Linked DNA regions of Danio rerio: all the other regions are linked to region 3. Evidence: chromatin contacts called from public Hi-C data. All regions are on one chromosome and are shown on one strand. The core of a region is the stretch at or near the end of the contact, and the rest is flanking DNA. Distances in the headings are between cores, read along the strand shown.

Region 1 (3,357 bases), core at 382-2,881, 230 kb after region 3:
TAATTAAATTATTTTGTCTTTGCCATGATGACAGTACATCATATTTTCCCAGCTATTTTAAAGTGCAACTTAATAGTGAGGTTTAAACTAGGTTAATTAGTTTACCTAGACAATTTTGGTAAATTAAGCAAGTCATTGGACAACAGTTGTTTGTACAGCGGTCACCCAACTGATAACAAAACTAAAGGGGGGCTAATAATATCGACCTCAGCAGATTTTAAAGTTTTTTATTTTTATATTTCAGAAAAACTAAAAGAAATAATGCTTTCCGCAAAATAAAAATAAAAAAATTATAGGAAATACTGTGCAAAATGTTCTTGCTGTTAAAAATCATTTGGGAAATATATGAAAAAGAACACCAATTTCACAGGAGGGCTAATAATTCTGTCTTTATAGTTCATAGTGTACGTGTGCAGTATGTGTTTACTTACATGTCTGTTTAAGGCGAGGTCCAGGTGTTTGGCGCAGGAGAGGTCGAGCAGGGGTCGTGCTGGTGCCAGGAGAGTCATCCTGTGCCAACGGGACTGAACTCAAGAGTAAAGGGATAATAACATCCTTCCTACATGCTTATAACAATTTTTTTAGTGAGGATCATGGAGATACAGATAGTGTTATTTGTAATCTTAAAAGGATACAAGCAACTTTTTTGTGAGAACTCTTTCTGCGGGCCGCACGGGTCACCTCAGCGTCCCGAACCACTGGACTCAACCAAGTCTGACTCCTGCACAAGAATAAACACATTTTACATCCTACACATCATAACATCTTTAGTGCTGCAGAAGAAAAAATGAACAGTGTTAGGCTGGATGAACAACTTTCCTGGCCTTAATATTTTTTACCACCCATTATTAACAAAAATAAAAAACAACCAAACAAAATAAAAAAATAAATAAAAAAATAAACAAATAAATACTTGTATAAAGAATGACTCGAGGTGAGGAATTTTTGGGTTTTATAGAGGTAAAGTTGGTTTTATATTCTTCCTAATAATATCATTTCAGAAATTATATTATTCTGAATTGGCAAATCATATTAGTAGCCAACGATTATCCAAGTATCTGTATATAATGTTCATAGTACATCTGTTTGCAAATATTACCAATAGTTTTCTATAATTCCACTTATAACTTATACCTAAATCCTCCACTTGCTCCTGTTGCACTCCTTGTTAGACCTAACCTATATAATGTCTTGTACATGTGTAATGACAATGAAGTTCAATATAATCTAACCTAAAAACTGCCAGAACAAAGAGCGCTAACAAATGAGTACTCTTATGTGGCCTAAAACGGTGCATTTAAGCTATAATAGCATTATGTTCTAATTAATTTAAAAAATGAAACACAATATAAGTGATAAAAAATAAAATATGCTCTTTTCTGTCATGTGTTTTTATAGTCAAACTATTCAACTGACATGTGGAGCGGTTCTCTATACAGTAACTACATCCGGGTATGGCAGAAAGGCTATATAGCAACCAAAATAATCCAACGCCATTCGTAAACAACCAAAACAATAATAAAATGTAATCTTTACCATTCCATATTGTCAATATGTTCCTATCTGCTAGCCAAAGCTGCTAGCACACGGTTTGAGCGCCTTCACTTCTGAGGTTATTTCTTCATCTGTGCCGTTCATGTCTTTGTGTGAATCACACTGCCCTCTAAGGGAGTAGCTGAACGATTACTGCACCACTAAAGCCTGTCAGGCACTGCCATCTACTGGATACAGGAAAAATTTCATGCAAATCAAAATATCTTATTTGTTCTATAATCATTTTAAATGTATGCGATTTTGGGATAACATTTATTCCTAATTATCCTGTAATAATATAAGACTTTTCGAGCATATTTGTAGCCTTAGCCAATTCAAAACGTATATATTGCTTTATTAAACGCACGCGACGTGTAAGGGATTATTTTTTAATTTGTACAATAAATTAAAATGTCACGTCTCATGAGTGGTATTCGGGGGATGTTTGAAGGATTTTCCGTACAAATGTCACGTAGTTATTAACGTCTACGTTAATGTCAGGTTATTGCTCATAATAATTCGATACATAGAAGGATGAACGGAGATAACGTAACATGAGTTTATCAATTTTACTGCAGTCGTGACATACCAAGATATGTGGCCCAGTTCAGGCCCAGCTATAAGCTGTTAACTTGGCTGAGACTTGGCCCAAATGGTCCATATTTGGCCAGACTTTGTCCCGTTGTGCACCGCATTTCACTGCAGCATGTGGGCCAGGCAAAAGCTGATTGTGTGGGCCAGAGAATGTTTGCCATGTGGGTAAGAATAACAACACAAAATCAACAGTTGTCCTTCTAAATCTAGTGTTTGCCAAAGTATTGCTTATTTTATACATGCTTGAGGTTGTATAAGATGAACTTACTGTAATGCTTCGAAGCTTCTCTTCGTGATCTAAAACCTGAAAATACATGCATCTTAATGTTTCATCTCATAATGAAAATGCATCAGACAAAAATAATTGTGAGTTTGCAAAGTGGGCCGCTCTATTGTCAAGATATTGAAATTTCGAAGAATTTCAGAATGGATATAAGATTGTAATGGATTTTAATGACAAAGAAAGAAAACTTATTAATTCCAATATATAATTGTTTTCCATAAATGTTCTTCTCAATTTAAAACACATAATTTAGTACAATCACTAATTATTTTATAAAGTTTAATAAGCACTGGTCAGAAAAAGAACTTTGTTTAATTGTTACACAAATATCAGTATGCTTAATGCCAATGGGACACTATTTCACCCATATTTTATTTTGACAAAATTATATTACACACTTTGCTTGACATCATCTCAGCAGGCACACATGGGTTGGATTTAAGTCGTGATGTCAAATGACCAAAATTCAACGTTTAGCCAGCATCTATGGACAACATTATTTTGACGTCCAATAACAACATCATTAGACGTTGATATTTGGTTGATTTTAGGTTCTGTTGAAAAGTGACCAAAATCCAAATTCGATCCAACATCTTAAACCAACATCATATTTATGTCAAATCTGAAATTTATTCGTAAGGTATGGCAACCAAAATCCAACGTCTGACAGACGTCATAGTGGTACCATCCACACAATCTCAAGCTGACATCTTTAGACATTGATATTTGGTTGATTTTAGGGTGGGCATGTCCGCCTGTCTGGGGTACATCAAGTTGACATCCTGTGCCTGCTGGGACTGCTTTCTTCGTATATAAAATCACTTTTGTAAATTTAATTTGATGTGGACACAAAAATGTATCTCTTCTTTGACCTAGAGGTTATACTTACCTTATCCTGCAATTGTGTCACAACCCACAGACAGCATTATCGTTAAAATAAACCATTA
Region 2 (3,275 bases), core at 269-2,768, 200 kb after region 3:
GTTTTTAGAAAACGGCTACCTAGAGAGATCACTGAGCTAAAGAGTGAATCAAAAAACATGTTTATTGACACAGTGAAATGAGGCTGTTATAATTTCCAAGAGCTGACAGCAAACAGTTAAAGTGGGTCACGAAACGATTTTGTCGCCCACTAAGGTCTGTTGCTCTCCCTCACCCTCCTTTTACAATGTTTATTGCTATTTTTTCCATTATGCATACATTCATTCCAGATCAGGCTGCTTATAAAAAAAAAACTAAAAAAAACATATAATTAAAGAGGGGAAAAGTTGATTACATTTTTTAAAAATCCAAAATCAAACAAAAAACTCCTCAGTGGTAGCCTAATGTATTGGTGCTTTTCGGGTAAGGGATTCATGAGCAAAAAGAAAATCAAGCTAAATACTAAAAAAATGAAGAAAAAAAAATTAAAAAGGTTTTTTGTTTTTTTGAGTGTCTTCGATTTTCTTTTGCTATATATATTTGAACTTTTATTTTTAATATAATTTTAAAATAATTAAAAAAAAAAAATTTCCCGTGTGGCAAAGTTAAATTTTCTAATCATTCCAACTATTTCTTTCATCCATTTATGTTTATATTTTTTGAGCTGGCAATGTTTACCCAATTTATCAGCTGGGGAAAATGCTCTGAAAGTGATTCCAACATGTTCAATCATGTATTTCATTACAGTTGCAGTCTCTGATATTCTGCATATTGTAAAATACCGGATTTATTTTTTTATCATCCTTGGCATGAATGAACACACCTATTTCAATCTTAACATTTAAACTGAAAAAAAATAATAATAATCTGGACACTTTTTATGCCTTTAAACATTTGTTTACTATTTATGGAGAAAAAATTCTGGACCCTCTTTTTAAATTATTTATTTTATCTGCTTTTAGGTCTGAAATAAACCGACAAATTCATACATACAAACACGCATACACAAACCTGTTTTTAAACTAAATAAATACATTTTACATTACAGATAAAATAAAATTTCTGTCCTAAAAAGTGTGACCAAATGTATTTTTGATTGACACATCTTTTAAAAATGTAAATAAATTGCACGTATTTAAAGGTTCTTAAAGCTGTTCTAAAGTTTCGTCCCCTCACAAAAAAACTATACTTTTTCTTTCCCTTCTCATTTTTATGCATCTCTTTTGGCTTAAATCAGACCTGAATATGTAATAAGGTTTAAATGACATTTACTGCATGAAAACATGAGCAGCAGATGCAGATTCAGCTAGTACAACACTTACACAATGTTCATCCAGTGGACAAACATCCTGTGCCTGTAGACTTTCAGTCTCAAATATGAAAACAAACAATAAATATTATCTGCTGATATTTTCGCATTCTGCCACAGGATGATTGCTGCACGTCTGAAAATAGCAGCATGTTTGTTTGTCACGGCAGAGGTTTATGTTGTTTTACTGAAAGGAGCGATTCAGTGGGCAGAAAGCTGAGAGTTCTGGTATGAATCATCTAAAGCATGGCCTACATTTCCGAGTCTGACTTCATACTGTGACATAAAGACACAATTTACATGCAGAGCAACCGCCCACAAATACTCCTGCGTCTGTAAACAAGGAGACAGAAAGCACAACGCTGAAACAAACATGAATGTCCATCAATCCATGAGACCAGCTGCTTCTACTACTCCAAGAATTTTTGTAGTTACATTATTTTGACCAGAGATGTAGTGAAAATCCTTCAAAGAAAAGAATATGCGATTTTTTTAAATACATCACTATTCTCTCTTGAATTGATTGACAAACAGCAGTCATTACAAATCACCACTTGGAACATTAATAGTTTTTAATAAAGCAAAGAAATATTTCAGAAAATTACAGTAGTGTTCACAGTGAGTTGTTTACATTAATCCTGTTATAACTACAGCAAAAAATACATTAGCTATTGTTATGCAGGCTACTGGAGAACACTTACATTGAACTGAACAACATACCCCATCTTGCACCTCACTCACACACCAGTCCCAGATCACCCCATGATTTCACACACACATACAGCTGATGCTTCTAAAGACTAATGTCATGGACTCTTTACATGCCACACACACTTCTGTGCTGAGTCTTGTTTCCTGTGAGCATTTCAAAGCATTTCACTGCATTACATCCATGCTGCTATACAGAAAATTCCCCCAATCAGAGAATTGCAGTAAGCAAAGTGAGCTAATGGAGATATTTAGCTCCACCCAATCCAATGAAGCTCAGACACAATTGAATTAAACTTTAATATTTCTATACACATGTAATAAGCAATGCACACTGTTTATAAGTATACAACCAAAAGAATTTAATAGATTATGTGCACAGCTAGTGTTTCTTCCCTGATAAACTTCCATGTGACTTAGTGACTTTTCAATTTTACATGGTTCATTTTACAGCATTAATGTTTATGTAATGTTCATTTAGTTGTTCAAGCATAAAACAAGATGAAACGTTTACATGCACACGCTCGTCAGGATTAGAAGGCTAGTGTAGATCCTGCATTGAATATACTGGGGTAAAATATATGTTCATATTTTAAAGACATGATGCAAATAAAATTATTTTAATGCAGTGCTTCTTTTACATTGTGAGATCCACTTCATAACATATATTAATCAGGCAATGAAGATAGTTGATTTTTAAAGAAAACAGACCTTAAATAAAAAATGCCGATTTTGTAGCACAGTTTGTACCCAGGGCAATGTTTTTTTTTTAATGTAAGCCAAGGCACATATTTTCAACGAGTAGGGGCTAATTTATTTGCTTCAAATTAAAGTTGGCAGTTTTGTGATTCCTTTTGTAGCAGGTTTAGTTTATGGCATTTAAAAGACTTTTTAATAATATCTGAATAAGAAATACACAGAACCAGCGTTCTTGATAAATAAAAATAAAAGTGATCAGTTACTAATGCACCATACTGAGCGGGTCAATGCAGTTATTAGCACAGTAACATCTGCCCTCTAGTCATTATTAAAATGTCTTGTTTCCAGTTCACCACATAAAGAAGAGCCACTGCTGAAGCACTTAATGGATGACGGTGAGCAGCGCTGGGTATCAGTCATTTATATTTAATCAGTTAATTGTTCATTTAGATGTATTGCCTTCTGAAACTCGATACCTAATTTATACAGTTGTGAAATACACATTCTGCATGCATGTTATATGAGGACAACTGGTTTATTATATTATATTATATTATATTATATTATATTATATTATATTATATTATATTATATTATATTATATTATATTATAACAAGCAC
Region 3 (3,122 bases), core at 392-2,891:
ACTGACACTGCAGAATCACAGTCGTTCCCTTCACTTCTTCTTCTGGCCTGCAAAGGCGTCAGTCCTTGTCTCACACTCTCACTGGGTTTGGGGAACCTGGCAGCTCGGCAAAAGTTATGCAAGACTTAATTCTCAACACCCACAACAAACAGTCACTATATACCAGCGGATACTTCACAAGACAGGAAGGGAAGCACTGACCTGGCCCATTTAAAGAATAGATTCTGTCCTGAAGCTTAAAGGCAGCTTCTTTTGACAATATGCCAAAATTGTTGGTGTGCCAAGAGAGATGCTGTCTTGTATGTTTGTGCATCTGCCTATTAGAAAAATATCTGTTCTGCCAAATACTAGAAATTCTCACATTGCACAACTTGTCTTGCCACATCAAACAATGCGAGACAGAGAACTGGATAAACATTGCATGATCAGACAAGATTATCATAAATTCATGCTCAGTTTTATATGCATACTTGTCAAGACATCCTACTGACACACATTAAGTCAATTATGTTTATTACAAAGCAACAAGAAATCTTTAGGCATGAAGGGTGATATATGGTATAAACAAGATAGATAATCAGGATGACCCAGAAATGTATACGTAATGTAATAAGAGGCAGATTAATAAGAGACCTACAAGTTCTAATGAATTAATATTTAAAACTGTAATAAAAAATGTATTCTGCAGTGATATTTACTTAAAAATACAGTAACTAGGCCGAAATCACAGAATAAAACTTGTCAAAACTTCAGGCAAGTCATAAAATTAGAAAGGATCATAAAAACATGAATATGTTTTATGCATACTTGTCAAGACATCTATTATGTCAATTTTGTTTATTACAGAGTAAGAAGAAACTGTTTTAATAATCAGGACAACCTAGAAAAGTACATTTTAAAATATTTAACAGGCTGATAAATTGAAGCAGCCATAAATTTACTTAAGTGTTCTGATAATTGCTTTAACAAACTATAGTAAATAATCTACTCTGCTGTGGTAACTAATTACTAAGTATACAAGGACTAAATTACTCAAATCAGAGATTAAAACTTGTTCAAACCCAACACAAATCATAAATATAATAATCCTGGTGTTTCACTTTAAACAATAAAATGAGAAAATATAAGATCTGTTTACTTCATGTCTAGCAAAGCATGTCAAGCCGAAGCAGACAGACGGTTTAAATGCCTAGCTTCATAACACACATACAGATGAGCCATGTGGCTTTTGGCAGCTCGCTTCAAAGGGAGAGCAGCACAATTTAATCCTGAAGGAAAGACCGAGAACGGCAGGTTGTCACAAAACTTCCTCGTACACATTAATCACGAAAAAGCCTGACAGAAATCGATCGATATGCCTCAAAACAAATGCGAGACGAGCGTGATCGCGCACCGTCATATTTAAATCCCCCCAACGCGCGTCACCAGCACTTTCTCATGACACCCTTGATTTACACCACAGAATACACCCGTGGCAAGGCAGCATTGACATACCAAACGTCCCCCATATGTTAAAGAGTCTATAATCCTCATACCTGCCGTGAAACCAGTCTTTACAGATGTCGCATTCGATCATAAACCGGTTAACATCATAAGGCTGCCGGCAGACACAGTATAGCGGGGCAGCCGCCATCTTCCTAATGTCCCTAAACAACGCTTAGCACTGTAGGGGAGGGATTAACGTCAGCGGAATCTCCCGAACGGGAAAAATAGGCGTAGCTAAGGCCAGCGGAAACTGCCGAAGGAAAATCCGACATCAGCGGCTTCCACTGCAGACATGCGCTCAATCACGAACGCTTGGATAAATGGAGCAAGCTCGAAGGCAAAATGTTGTTTTTTTACGAGACGAAAACACTAAGTAGACTATAGGTCATTGACCTACTAACGTGATGATGACGATGTAAAATCAATTGACACACAGAAAACTGCCTAAGTTTATTTTACAATATGTAAATCCAAACTCTAACATAATCTGTATTTATCTAGTATCTCATTTAACATTAGGATTTGGCCAATATAATTTATCAATTAGGGACGGTTTATTTATCATGATAAAGTCATCAAATGTAAAATAAAGCTGAATGAGAAAGTTGAACAGCTGAACAGGAGAGTTACATAAAGCTCTTGTGTGTTAATTCATAATCAGCGTTGTGCACGTGCACTACGTGATCTGCGGTGTTCTTGGACATGCGCACGCAGGAGCTCGGCTGAAGGAGGGAGGAGGGAGGGGCTACGCACAAAATACACTCAAATACACCCGTTCACACACACAAGTTAATATAACTGGGCAGGTTGTTTCTTTCAATGAGAAGCATTATAAATAAAATATTACAAATAATTATAATCAACACACACGTAGCACTATTACATTTAATAAAATACACTATGATTTTATAACACATCTAAAACATTAAATATAACTTTCATGTTTGTCAGAAATATACATAATAACAAAATAATATATTTATTACGTTTTTCACTTCAAACGATTTATTAGCATAGCGCTCCAAAAACTAAAACAACAACAACATATATACATATATTTTTAATATAGGCTAATAAATATAAAAACATTAAAGACCATTTATTGATAATTAGTATTCACATTTTGTAGCAGAATAATACATGTTGTTTACTATATTTACTTAATGAACAAAAATAAAGGAATGGGAAGATTTAATTTTATAAATAAAATAAAATTCTAAACACAATTGGATAAGTAGATTAAACTGACATTGAGCAATCAATGTTTTGTACATTAACACAATATTTATTTAACAAGTTGGATGTAATATATAACATTTAGCTGGTTCAACAACTGTTATCATATATTGATAAATCAATACAAACGGTATCCAAAAAAGAAACAGGAAATTCTTAAATATATCAATACATAGATATGTTTTATTATAAATTCATATCCTTAAGGGATTAATCATCTCATCGTTTGGGGTTTATGGAAAGGATTGCGTTCAAAAGAGTGATTTTCTTTATGTATAGCCTCAGATGGAGCTTCAGGGTTTTTACCTCAGCCTGGATATACTCAAAGTTTCAGCCTATGGTGCACAAAACTACATTTGACCTCTGGTAATTTCACTCATCATCACATTATAAAAAAAATG

What was found. A called contact is a pair of places that touch in the nucleus more often than the background predicts.
Region 1: a Hi-C map of hematopoietic stem cells shows a contact between it and region 3, with 2.8 times the contacts expected there. The contact joins the promoter of nup107 here to the promoter of kdm7aa in region 3. A contact is called at or near these places in 3 of 18 Hi-C or Micro-C datasets (embryo, hematopoietic stem cells and an unstated tissue) and 1 of 4 datasets of contacts at active chromatin or transcription factors (embryo).
Region 2: a contact with region 3 is called in a Hi-C map of skeletal muscle, with 5 times the contacts expected there. The contact joins the enhancer-like site here to the promoter of kdm7aa in region 3. A contact is called at or near these places in 3 of 18 Hi-C or Micro-C datasets (caudal fin, skeletal muscle and an unstated tissue) and 2 of 4 datasets of contacts at active chromatin or transcription factors (caudal fin and embryo).

What each region holds. Positions count from the first base shown.
Region 1 is chr4:23,348,298-23,351,654 of GRCz12tu, forward strand. nup107 (nucleoporin 107) reads right to left here and starts at 1,632. Exons shown (of 26, transcript NM_001030167.1): 1 at 1,537-1,632; 2 at 636-721; 3 at 432-524. The coding sequence starts at 1,544.
Region 2 is chr4:23,319,808-23,323,082 of GRCz12tu, forward strand. It overlaps a transcript of kdm7aa not described here. Among named protein-coding and RNA genes, the nearest start is that of nup107, 28 kb to the right of the region's middle. Within about 2 kb of position 1,519, at least 5 of the 62 cell types and tissues checked have an H3K27ac peak or open chromatin away from gene starts, as enhancers often do. A contact at or near this core is called in caudal fin and skeletal muscle, where this site is marked.
Region 3 is chr4:23,117,678-23,120,799 of GRCz12tu, forward strand. kdm7aa (lysine (K)-specific demethylase 7Aa) reads right to left here and starts at 1,642. Exons shown (of 18, transcript NM_001346151.1): 1 at 1,536-1,642. The coding sequence starts at 1,633.